Linked DNA regions of Muntiacus reevesi: region 1 is linked to region 2. The links are chromatin contacts, called in public Hi-C maps. All regions are on one chromosome and are shown on one strand. Each heading gives the region's core, a stretch centred on a gene start, on an enhancer-like site or on the middle of the called end of the contact. The rest is flanking DNA. Distances are from core to core; before and after follow the strand shown.

The links. Hi-C and Micro-C count contacts between places; a contact is called where the count stands out from the background.
Region 1: a contact with region 2 is called in a Hi-C map of blood, with 4 times the contacts expected there. The contact joins the promoter of CCN4 here to the promoter of TG in region 2. A contact is called at or near these places in 3 of 3 Hi-C or Micro-C datasets (blood and muscle).

The regions. Positions count from the first base shown.
Region 1 is chr12:69,829,889-69,836,459 of mMunRee1.1, forward strand. CCN4 (cellular communication network factor 4) reads left to right here and starts at 4,598. Exons shown (of 4, transcript XM_065903140.1): 1 at 4,598-4,873. The coding sequence starts at 4,811.
Region 2 is chr12:69,548,150-69,554,778 of mMunRee1.1, forward strand. TG (thyroglobulin) reads left to right here and starts at 4,667. Exons shown (of 48, transcript XM_065903111.1): 1 at 4,667-4,733; 2 at 5,664-5,772; 3 at 6,220-6,317. The coding sequence starts at 4,667.

The DNA of each region.
Region 1 (6,571 bases), core at 3,348-5,847, 280 kb after region 2:
AGGGATCCTTACATATGCACTGGGGCTTCTCTTGTAGCTCAGTAGGTAAAGAGGCAGCCTGCAATGCAGGAGAGCTGGGTTCGATCCCTGGGTCGGGAAGATCCCCTGGAGTAGGAAATGGCAACCCACTCCAGTCTTCTTGCCTGGAGAATCCCACGGACAGAGGAACATGGCAGGCTGCAGTCTCTGGGGGCGCAGAGTTGGACACGTCTGAGGCTAAGAGCAGCACATACACATGGCTCAGGGGTCCTGCTGTGGGGGTGGGGAGAGGCGGGAGATGCAGGGATGCGGGACGAGCAGGGAAGTGCTGGGTTCAGAGGGGCCCTGTGAGGCCTTGGCAGTGGGCCATGAAGCCTGTGCCACGCAGGAGGGAATGAATTACAGACAGTGGAGGTAAATAACCCCCTGTGGCGGCCCTGGGCCCCCCCGTCTGGGAGATGCACCTCATCCATCCCACCCCCCCCCCCCCCCCCCGCCACACACATTTCTGCTGTCAACTAGACCCGCCAGATACAGCTTAGCCCTGTCTCTCCCTCACTCCGGAGCTTCCTCTTTCCACAAATGGATTCTGAAGAACTACCATGGGCTATACTTTCTTCCAGGGACTTTGAGGAGCAGAGTTTGGCCTAAGTCAGTCAGTCAGTTCAGTTGCTCAGTCGTGTCCGACTCTTCGTGACCCCATGGACTGCAGCATGCCAGGCCTCCCTGTCCATCACCAACTCCCAGAGGTTACTCAAACTCATGTCCATAGAGTTGGTGATGCCATCCAACCATCTCATCCTCTGTCGTCCTCTTCTCCTCCTGCTTTCAATCTTTCCCAGCATCATGGTCTTTTCAAATGAGTCAGTTCTTCCCATCAGGTGGCCTAAAGTCAAGTGAATTTATTGGTCTTTCCCTCCAGGCCTGTCTTCCTTCCTTCCTTCTCCTCTTCTTCCTTCCTTCCTTCTTCCCTTCTTTCCTCAATCTAGCCGTCCTGTCACTACATCATCCATCTGTGCCCTTCACTGCTCTGACCCTTCACTTGAAATCTGCCTCTAACACATGCTGGGTTCTGTGGGTTGCCAGGCTGCAGCCCACAGAGGCAGACAGACAAGGACCTGGCCTCACCCGTGGACCTCACTACCCAGGAGGGAGACAGTCAATAGCTAAACAAACAAGCCTGGGCCCGGGCAATGGAGGAAGCTGGTGGGTGATGAAGCTGGAGTCAGGTGGAGGGGGCAGAGAAGGGAGACGTGGAAGACTACAGACGTGGAGCCCATCCTGGGGAGACCTGGTAAACAGACTGTTCCAAACGGTAGAATCATCTTCCCACACATTCAGTCATTCATCCACCTGCCCACTCATCTATCCATCTACTGCATTCTTTCCTGCATTTTTTCATTTACTTGTTCCCTCCATGAAGCAACTTGGTCTACTCGAAAAAGTTGTTTGGGACCACACAGGTCTGGGCTTCCCTGGTAGCTCAGACAGTAAAGAATCCGCCTGCAATGTGGGAGAGCTGGGTTTGATCCCTGGGTTGGGAAGATCCCTTGGAGGAAGGCATGGCAATCCACTCCAGTATTCTTTCCCGGAGAATCCCAGGGACAGAGGAGCCTCGTGGGCTACAGTCCACGGGGTCACAAAGACAGAGACACGACTGAGCGACCAAGCCCAGCACAGAGGTCTAAGTTCTGATGACAACTTTGCCGTGTAGAAGCCTAATGACTGGAGAAAGTAATTTCGTCTTTTTATGCCTCCGTTTTCTCATCTGTAGTATGGGCAAAAGATACCTTGAGACAGGATTTGATGAGATGACAAGGGTCTGCAGGAACATGATAGATGCTCCATAAATGCAGCTACTATTCCTGGCACCACAGTCTAGTCATGTAGAGATTTCCCAACTCACAAGCGGGAAATGCCTGACCCTAGACTCCCCACTCACCAGGGCTGACTGACCCTAGACACACTGACCCTGGGCTGCATCATGAGGTCTGCCAAGATGCCTAACCCCTGACACAGAATGGACCCAAGGCCACCACCCAGTCAGACCAGCCTGGGAGTGGCCCATCCCGGCTCCTCCATCCACAAATCCTGGGATGCTCTGAGTTGTCTGCTTCTGGCCTCCTAGTGATCACATAGTGTAGGCACTAATATGGTCCTATTCCTTCAAGCAGGCAGACTGAGGCACAGAAAGACTGCTGGTTGGCCAAGGCTCACCAAAGAGCTGCAGAGCTGTGGTGGTGCCTCAGGTGTTTCTCCTCCTAACCTGTTGCCGTTCCTGGGACGCCGTGTCACCTCACTCCAGGTTTCCTTGGCAGTGAAGAATGGCATCTGCCAGTGGGGCCAGCTGAACCATCCGGCTTCAGCAGTAGGCACATGGGGCCAGTATTTCGATCACGATTTGGGGAGAAAGTATTAGTCGCTCAGTTGTGTTCGACTTTTTGCAACCCCATGGACTGTAGCCCGCCAGGCTCCTCTGTCCATAGAATTCTCCAGGCAGGAATCCTGGAGTGGGTTGCCATTTCCTTCTCCAGGGGATCTTTGCAACCCAGGGATCAAAACCGAGTCCCTTGCATTGCAGGTGGACACTACCATCTGAGCAGCCAAGGAAGCCCTATGAATTGCTCTATCTGTTGCAAATGCTTGTTGCAATCAGATTTCCTGAAAGCAAGTCTGGCATTCTCTGGGTTCAGCTTCACTCTTAGTACAGAACCTTGAGGGACTTTGGCAGGTCAAGCCTGCTTGGAAGGGCTCGGTTGTTGTCAGGGTTCAAAGACTTTGGCTCCAGTTTCCCGTCTGCCACTAATTTAGGGCCTGGCATCCCTGAGTTCCCATTTCCCCTTCCTCGTAACAGAACAGTAATACCATCCACCTTGTGGTAACTCCTTTAATCACAGTTTAGTGCAGTGCTGGCCTCAAAGAATTTGTTTCTAAGAGTATCAAGTATGTTCATGAGAACAAAATAAGAACTGACTTATTGGATGGTTTCTATGTGATGGATATCTTCATTGCCACTTTATATACATGATTTCTATAAATTCCATATCTTAGTTAGGACGCATCTGGCTCAAGGAACAAATTACTCTTAATCTCTAATCCATACGTGGGAAGTCTGAAGGTCCAACTTTGACTCAGCAGCACCTTAGAATCCAAGGACCCAAGCTTTTTCTCTCCTCCTCTTCTACCATCCTTGGTACATTAGCTTTTCATCCTCCAGCTTGTGCCTCGTATGCTCAAAATGGTTGCTGCAACTCCAACCTTCACCTTTGAACTCAAGGGAAGAAACAATGAGTAGAGAAGTTTGTTCCACCTCCTGAGGAATGAAATCCTTTCTAGGAATACCCCCACAAATGTCTTTTTCTGTTTCATTGGCCGGAATTGGGTGAGAGGCCCACCCTTAGGTCAATGAATGGAGAAATCATCAGAGCCACCTCTTACGGGGTCATGTCTATGGTCATAAACTCCCTCCACAGACACAAACCTGCCGCCACTTCCAAGCAGCCGCATGTGGTTCAGCATCCCCTTGTTGAAGTTACAGGGAAAGGGAAGCCATGGCGTAAGTGTTATGAAAACCACAGGGGAAAGGACGTCCCTGAGGTCCAGGGATGGGGATTTGCTGGGGAAAGAGACGGGCAGCACGGGGTCCACTGAGGCTGCATGCAGTGCAGAGGAGGGAGAGGCAAGGGAAGAAAAGAAATCAGGGAGGCAGCTGGCCCGGAGGCCACGCCGGGACTGGACATTCCATGCTAAGTCAATCGGCAGGCTTAGGGAGGCTGGGACCGGGAGAATGCCATCACCTTAGTTCTATTCACCAAGGTTCGCTCTGGGGGCTCTGAGAAGGGTGGTAGGTAACCAATAGGAGTCTGTGGCTAAGGCCCACATGGGGGTGAGGGGGCTGGACTAGGGCGGACCAGGCTCCAAAGGAGACCCCCTTACCGCTGTGGCAAGTGTGTTGCAGAGCATGACGGCCAGCACCCCGAGCCCACCAGGGACGGCAAGCACCCGGATGCAGGGAGACAGCTCTAGCATCCAAGGGTGTGTATGTGTGTGTTAGTCGTTCAGTCGTGTCTGACTCTTCGCGACCCTATGGACTGTAGCCCGCCAGTACCCGTCTTCAGGCTAAGAGCAGGGGAGGGAATGCCCGCAAACTGAAACCAGGGCTTTAATTTGTAGAGGGGGTAATGATGGTGTCCCGGGCTCCAGTTCTAAGCTCATTTGTGAATTCCTACCATTTCGAGATCAGTGGACTAAAGCCATCCTCTTTTCTTGCAGCCAGAGAGGAGTGAAAGATGACAAATGCAAACCAGAAGTAGGAGCAGCTGGGAGGGAATGGGAGGGAGTTGATCTTCTCCATTGGGAGCACTTTCAAAGCCCCTGCCAGCACCAGGTCCTGAAACTGGATCTCCGCCTCCTCCTGGTACCCTCTACCAGCTCCCCCTCCCCACCTTTGAGAAATGCCCAGGGAAGGTGACCCTGGCTCCTTCTGTGAGGTTTTACCACCCCCGGTGTGAAATCACAGCCCTGTAACTTTCCCTTTAAGAGCTGTCAGAGCCGGGGAGGCTGGCCAAGCTTGGGTTGGAGGTGGGGACAGAGGAAAGAAAGAAAAAAAAAAGAGGAGAGAGAGAGACAGGAAAAGTTTTTTCAGAGGAAAATGCAGGGTTTGTCCTTAACCCTGACGTCAGATCTTGCTTTAATAAAACCCCCCGAGGGCTGCGGGAAGAGGCGTATCTGGCACTTCTGATGGGCCAGGTCAGTCTCGGTCCAACTCCCCCGAGAAGTGGCCGGATCCTCTGGGCTACTCCGTAGATGCCTTGGCCACTGACCTCCAGGCATGAGGTGGTTACTGCCCTGGACGCTGGTGGCAGCGGCAGCAGCGGGCGGCACCTTGACCGTGGTGAGTCCTGCCCCGAGGGGCGCCGTCCCCACCGGTCCTGCTGCACGGGTGGGCGGGATGAGAAGGGCTGATATGTCGGGGGGGCGGGCAGGGAAGTGTCCATGAGGAGCCAGGGCGAGCCCCAGGGTGAGGAGTTGGGTCGCTGGGGACAGCTGGGGCTGGCAGGACGGGAATCTCGGCCAGTACCTGGGGAAACAAACCAAACAGGACTTCTATGCCCTTTATTTCCCACCTGAAATGCAGTAGAAAGGGGTCACTCGGAGGAAATGAGAGTCAGGGGGCCTGGACTCCAGACAGAGGTCTGCACAGACTCGCTGTGTGACCTCGGGCTAGTCACTCACTCTCTCTGAGCAGCGTGAGGTGAGGAAGATTGTTGTTAGACTTCTCGCCTTTGGCTTTGGAAAATGAGTCTCCAAGTGTTGGAGATACTACAAGAGGGGGTGGAAAGGACCAAGGAAAGTTGGAAGGAAAAGGCCAGCTTTCAACAAAAGCGCTCACTTGTGCCACAGGACGCATGATGATTCTCCAACCACAACCACCTTGGGCTTGCATAGCTCTCTACAGTTTATGAAGCATGCACATTTGGGTCCTGTAGAAGATACCCGCTGGTTCGGGGGGACCCGGAGGGTCCTCTGTCTCCCACCTCCATCCTGGGGCACACCGAGGGGAAGGGAGAAGTTCTGCACCTCCGAGAAGCCAGGGAGCGAGACACGTGGCAGCATGAAGCCAGGCAGCTGGCACAGGCCGGGCAGCAGGCACAGGGCGGGCAGGGGGTGGGCAGCTGCAAAGAACTTCTGAGTCAAGAGCCCACAGCCCGGGCCAGGGCCTGCTGCCACTCCCACAGACAGCTTTCTTGGGAATTGATGTGCCCCATTTCCAGGCGAGGAGACTGAGGCTGGAGGGGGTAAGCTACTTGCCCGTGGCCTCAAAGACACTGGTTCTGATTCAGCCAGATCTGAGGCTCAGAGCTGACCACAGGCCAGTGGCTCATAGGCGCTGGGAGATGGGTGTTCCTCCAAGAACGGTAGAGTGCATGATGCGGGCAGGTAGAGTTGGTGACTCGCTGTTGAATCCCCCTGCCTTGGGTGACTGTTGCCCAGTAATTGCCAAATAAAAAGCATATTAATTCCATTTTAAGAATGAAAGAAATAGAGACAGGGGCAAGCCAGGGACTTGCCCAGGGTCTCACCATCAGTAAGTGGAAGATATTTTTTTGCCAAATGCCACTCTTTGCTGCAGACCCAAGCAACCAGGAGGCACCACAGCAGCCTTTATTTCAGAGCTGCTGTGTCTGGGAGGACAGGGGGTGGATGGAGAAGAGGTGAGAAGGGTTGGGTAGCGAGGTCTGAGTGAGGAGGAGGAGAGAGATATGTTGGGGGGGTGGTGTCCCAGTACATAGGAACACCAAGCACCTCCTCAGAAGGGAGGTACTTTCTTCTCTGAGAAAGAAGGGCCACCGGCCCACAGGCTCAGCTGAGGGGGCGTGCAGCATGGGATCTGGGAATCCAGACAGCCCCAGAAGCAGAATGGAGGGAAGGCTTTCAAGAGGAGACGGGGACCTCTCCTCTCCCCCAGACTGGGACCTTCTCTGGGGACCCACGGTAATCCCCTAACACTGTTGTGTGATTCAGGAGCTCCCCACACAGAGTCTTAATGCCCCCGGTGAGGGCTGGGAGACACACACCGTCAACCTGCACT
Region 2 (6,629 bases), core at 3,417-5,916:
AGAACGGATGAGCCACTCTGTGCTTTGGGAAAACAGCCCTTCAGATAGATGTATATCTCAGGCAGATTTTTTTTTTTTTTTTTTTTTTTTTTTTTTTACTGAACTCAGATTCTTGCATTTCCCCATACATTGAAAAGCACTAAATGATTAACTCAAGGTATCTGTTCTTTGTGACTAGCAGTGATCTTTAACCAAGATGTATGCCCAAATGCATGGATCTCCTAGCCAGAAAGCACTTAGAAGCTGGTTTCTCCCCTACACCCTCAAAGGCTGTCTCCCAGGCTATAGTCCTCAGTAAGTGAAAGCTGCTCGGTCGGTCGCGTGCAACTCTTTGCAACACTATGGACTGTACCAGGCTCCTCCGTCCATGGGATCCTCCAGGCAAGAATACTGGAGTGGGTTGCTATTCCCTTCTCCAGGGGATCTTCCCGACCCAGGGATTGAACCCAAGTTTCCTCCATTGCAGGCAGATTCTTTACCGTCTGAGCCACCAGGGAAGCCCCTATAGTCCTCAGTAAGGTTCTTGAATAAAACAAACTCACAACTCTTATATTGTGCAACTTTCTTTCAGTTGACATGGTCCCACCAGTTCCCTGGTGCCATCAACTGTAGATACAATGACCTGGGATGATTCTTCAGCTAAAAAAAAAAAATGGAGATGAGGAAGAAATATTTATAAGGCTAAGGTTTAAGGGCACCCTCTTAAAATTCTGGGCTTCCCTGGTGGTTCAGATGGTAAAGAATCCACCTGTAATGCGGGAGACCTGGATTTGATACCTGGATTGGGAAGATCCCTGGAGAAGGGAAAGACTACCCATTCCAGTATTCTGGCCTGGAAAATTCCATGGACAGAGGAGCCTGGCGGGCTACAGTCCATGGGGTCACAAGGAGTCAGACATGACTGAGCGACTTTCACTTTCTTAAAATTCCAGGACAGTGGTCACTGTGGGCTGTGAATGACTGTCCACCCAAGCTAGCCTATGGGGTTTCGCCAGGTGCACCTACCTTCAGCGTAGCAAATTAGACTCAAAGAGGAAGTAGAAGTTAAGAGATTTAAAATATGTTGAAGGGAAACAAATGCTCCTTAGATGAGGCCAATGTCAGGTTGCTGCCACTGGAAATTTCTCATTTTTACAAGAAAAATCACATTGGGTGGTTACTGTGGGCCAGGCCCTGTGCTGTGCGTCTTATGTTTATGTATTTAGCAATCACATCATCCTATAAACTTGGGCACTGATAACATTACAACTTCATAGATGAGAAACTGGATCATGGAGAGATTGAGTAGCTTGTCCAAGGTCAAGCCCTTGGTACTCTTGGGAGGATCTCATTGAGGTGGGAGCATGACTACTTTGATGGAGCTCTTTGGGTGTGGGCATTTAGGCTCCCCTGTGGGTCAATGCTGATGCCACCCTAGCTGGAAGGGTTGGCATCCTTATTATTGCTGGTTGGGGGCGAGTGGAAGTTCAGGCTGCCCACTTGGTCTCCACTGACCCCACAGGGAGAAGGGACTCATGACAGCCCAGCTGGGGTGAAAATTCTGGCTTCTCACATGGCCTTTCAGTCACCATCCTGGCTTGGAGAGACTCCTTAGCTTGGCAAGAATGGAATTCTTAGCTCCCTAGCTGGCTTTTGTTGGGTTAGAGTGGAAACACAGGGTTTTTTTTTTTTTTTTTTTTTTCCTGTGAGGTTTGCAAGAATAGAACAACTATTGTCTAAAAATCTTCCGTCTTGCAGACTGCCCGTCCCTGGACCTTTGGCTCAAAAAGGCTTTTCTTGGGACTTTTCTGGGGTCTGTGCTTCTTGGCATTTCTAGTTGGTGGTTTCTCTACCACGAGTATGAGATGTGTGAGGCAAGACAACATTCAGAGAACTTACTACCACACTGTTTCTCTCGTTTTGAGGTTGCTTGATGACTGTCTTCTTATCCATCTCTTAGTGTCTTCTTCTGTTTGTGTTACATATAATATCGAGGAGCTCTAAATGTATTTAGCTGGAGGAATAGGGGGAAATTGTGTCTATTTCATCTTCTGGAAGCAGAAGTCAAGTTCCAGGACTTTTGATGATTGCTTTGGCAACCTGGGGGAAAGAGGAACGTGGCTTTGCGTCACTGGTTCTGTGGCAGACGAGAGCAGTTGTCCAAAGCCATGGCAGGGGACCCAGCAACATGGCAGCAGCGGGATTTCAGGAGAGATGGCTGGTAAGCGCTTCTCTGTGGAGCCAGAAACTGCGGCATCTGATGTTTGCTTTGAAGCAATTTCCTCCCCTGGATTCCAGGATTCTCCCTTTGTCCCCAGTGTTTGTGTATGCATGCTCAGTTGCCCAGCTGTGTCCAACTCTGCGATCCCATGGACTGTAGCCCGCCAGGTTCCTCTGTCCACGGGACTCTCCAGGCAAGAGGACTGGAGTGGGTTGCCATTTCCTCCTCCCGGGAATCTTCCCGACCTGGGGATCAAACCCTGTCTCCTGTATCTCCTGCCTTGCTGGTGATTCTTTACTGGCTGGGCCATTGGGGTTATTATACACAGCCCCCTAGTCTTTGAGAATGAAGGAGATGAATGAGAAGGCACTGTGATTGTACTAGGATCCAGGAAGGAGGGGGAAGTGACAGGGCCAGTGAAGAGCCTGCAGAGAGGATGGAGGCCCAAGCCAGGAGCCAGACCAGCGAGTCGGCGCCTAGAGTTTCCATAGAGCATCCTCCTGGCTCATGGGGCATCAGATGAGAGCACTGGCAGGAGCTGAGTCATCATGAGAAAGGGGATTTCACGGTGTGGAGGCAGCGCCCTGGCATGGCTCTCTCCAAGCTCACCGCTTCATTGCTGGGGTGGAGAGAAGCACCTCTCCTTCCAGGTACATTGTGCTGACTCGGAAGGAAGCCCGGGCGGCTCTCACCCTCATTGACTCCGCTGCACCTCTTCCCAGGGGCCAGACCAGCGAGAATGACTCAGCACACAGGCTGGCCTGTGCAAGGCTCCTGCCTGTGTGCATGGGTGGTGGGAAGCATGAGGAGTGGGCTTTCTGGTAGACCTCAGCCTCAGCATTTTTAGTTTTTAAAAGGATTTTATTTATTTGTTTTGACGTGGACCAGTTCTAAAATCTTTTTACTTCTAAATTTACTTCTAAATTTTTTTACCATGTTGCTTCTGTTTTATATTTTGGTTTTTTGGCTGCGAGGCATGGGGGATATTAGCTCCCTGACCAGGGATTGAATCCTTGGCCCCTGCATTGGAAGGTCAAGTCCTAACTACTGGACTGCCTAGGAAGTCCCAGTTTCAACATTTTAGAAAATTCATCTGCTTTAGAACAGCTGGACATGGAGAGCTGGCAGGGGTTGCACATGGTCAGGCTCACTGTAATATCACAGTGTCTCCATAGCCTGGGCAGAACTTGGCTTGTGTGACTGGGGCTGTGGGCTCCCCAGGTGGTGTTAGTGGTAAAGAACCCTCCTGCCAGTGCAGGAGACATAAGAGACGAAGGTTCCATCCCTGGATCAGGAAGATCCCCTGGAGAAGGAAATGGCAACCCGCTCCAGTATTCCTGCCTGGAGAATCCCATAGACAGAAGAGCCTGGTGGGCTGCAGTCCATGGGGTTGCAAAGAGTCAGACACGACTGAAGCGGCTTAGCACCCAATGAGGGCTGCAGAGGGCCAAGCTGGGGGATTCTAATTCTCCAGTAAATGGCAGCACATCTTCTCAAATCATCTTTACCTAAAACCTAAGGCTCATTGTGATCTCCCTCACACCCAAGTGCTCTCCCAAACCTGCCCACGCTACCTTCTGAACACCCACGGAGCCTGGCTCCATCTCCCAGCCCTTTGATGGGAGAAGCAACTGGAGAAAGCTCACTGATGTACAGGCTTTGTGTGGAAGACAGGCCTTTTGGTTGTCTGAAGTCCTGGGACAGAGGGGAAAGGGGGATGAATATGAATATGGCTGTGTGTGTTTGGCTTATCTCATTAAAATCCCTACATTCTGTGTTAATGGCTCTGCTGTTTTGTTTCCTGCCTTACCCTCATGGCCTAGAATAGTGTCTGCTTCTCTATCAGACTCTAAAGGAACATTGCTAGAAGGCAGGCAGGAAGGAGGAGGGATGAGGAGGGAGGGAGGATTGTGTTTCTTTCACGGCGGGCCTGAACGTGTGGCCCACCAAGTTGGGAACTTTGGCCTTTACCCCTGAAGATGAATTATGAAGCCATGCCTGCAAGTTCTTCCCTGGTGGCTCAGATGGTAAAGAATCCGCCTGCAATACGGGAGACCTGGGTTCCATCCCTGGTTTGGGAAGATCCCCTGGAGAAGGGAACGGCTACCCACTCCAGTATTCTGGCCTGGAGAATCCCATGGACAGAGGAGCCTGGTGGGATGCAGTCCATGGGGTCGCATAGAGTCGGACGTGACTGAGCGACTTTTACACACACTCGTCCCCGGTTCTGCTTCCCTTAGCCTCCACAAGATTCTCACCCCACACTGGCCACACGAGTGTCCTCCAGGGGAACAGATGCAGGTGGAGGACCTCCTAGTGACCAGCAGAGAAAACAGGGTGGTGCTGCTTCCCTGAGTGCCTGTGGGTGGGGGCTAAGTGCCCACAGTGGTGCTATAAAGGCTGCTTGGCCAGAGCCCTAAGCTGGGCAGCAGCTTCTGACCCTTCGTCCCTGGAAGGGCTCCCGAGATGGCCCTGGCCCTGTGGGTCTTCGGTCTGCTGGACTTAGTCGGCTTGGTGTCAGCCAACATCTTTGGTGAGTTCTGACCCTGTGGTCTCAGAGTGTCGGGTCAGGAGGGACCTCTCAGGCCAGCTCCTTGTTAGCCAGGATCTGCCCCAAGCCCTGGGAACATTTGTGACCTCATTTAATCCTCACACTGTCCCGAGGTCAGTTATGCACTCTTCCCTTTTCAGATGAAGAGACAGGAGGTCTGAGAAGTCACAGAGTTAGTGATCGGTGGAGAGGACACGGGAAACTAGATCTTCCTAATTGGATTCTAGTTCCCCTCACCCCACCCTGTTAGCAAATGTTGGTATTGACTATTTTTTTTTTTAATTATCTTCACAATCTCAAGTCCCAGGTTGTCCATATGGGGTATTTGAGAAATAGCAGGTAGTGAAAAACACAAATCCACCCATGGTGTGAAATAGACCTGAGTTCTATTATGCTGCAGCTCAGCCACTTGGCGTTGATTTTGGATAAAGTCTCAGCCCGTTTCCTCTCTGGGAAGGAAGCAGTTGTGACTGTGATTTCTGAATAAGCCCCTGCACGTTACATGCATTCTCCATCGAGGCCAGGAAGGTGCTCTGTCTGCAAGGAGTGCCTTGATAAACTCAAGAACACCTCCTTTATGGTGTTCCCTGACCCAACCGTGGTCTTGGGGAACGCACAGTCCAAGGGTCCTCTGTGAACCCTTCTCTTGCCAACGGTCTGATCCTGAACAGATTACATTCCCGGCCGAGTCTCAGGGCCAACTGGGTAAGATGGTGACATCACCTCCCAGGGGGTCAGGGGAGTTAATGTCAAACTTGTGAGTAGCCGCAAAACCGTGACTTGGAATATACTTGCTGATGGTGCTAGAAATAAAACCCGGAAGAGGGTCTGTGTCTCCAGCGAGCCCGTCTCCATTACTGGAATCCAGGCAGCAGGTCCTCTCTCATGCGCGGCATCACCTCCTTTGTGCAGAGTACCAGGTGGACGCCCAGCCTCTCCGCCCGTGCGAGCTGCAGAGGGAGAGGGCTTTCCTGAAGCGAGAAGACTACGTCCCCCAGTGCGCCGAGGACGGCAGCTTCCAGTAAGGCCTCCTCCAGCCGTGCGAACCCAGGGGCCTTAAAATCCACCTTCTTCCTGTCCCCGCTCCCTGCCCTTTACGCTCCTCCTCAAAACTGACCTGTGGCCACTGTTGCTGCAGTGCTCCCCAGACCCGTCAGCACTGAGTCATCCGACGCTCGTGGCCCCTATCCATGCTTCCTTCCAGCCAGAAAGAACCACAGCCGTCCCTTCCTTTCCTGACAAAACTTTTTACCGTAATTGTTTTAATAAGGGTGCACAAGGTGATGGTGATGGGGTGGTGGGATCTAATGACTAACGCTCCGATGCCCCCTCTCCTCCCTGCATTGAAAAGGTGCTTTCTCTAGTTATCTGTCACACTTCACACCCGTCTTTTTTCTAACTGAAATGAGTTAAAGGGTGGAGGGAAGGAAAAGGAAGAAGGGGACCTGACTGTGGCTCCTGTCCCCAGGACCATCCAGTGTGGGAAGGATGGGGCCTCCTGCTGGTGTGTGGACGCTGATGGCAGGGAAGTGCCTGGTAGCCAGCAGCCCGGGCGGCCTGTGGCCTGTAAGTAGGAAGGGGAGGAACTGCAGGGGGCAGCTCAGGCCTGGATAGAGCCCTGGGCTCGGGTGCACCCGGGGCTAGTCTCCCTCTGGGCTGCAGATCGTCCTCTGAATTAGGCCCCACCTCCTATGGGACTGCTGTGAAAATCAATGGGACAATCAAGTCATGTGTTTGGCAAGTAGCCTCTGACTTTCCCCTGTGCCAGGCCCCACGTCTGAGGCTAAGGATGCATCAGGGAAGAGACTTCAAAGTCCTCTGAAACCAGAAAGTGCCCTCTTGCTCAGGAAGTGTTTTTCTCAACTGGGATGTTTCTAA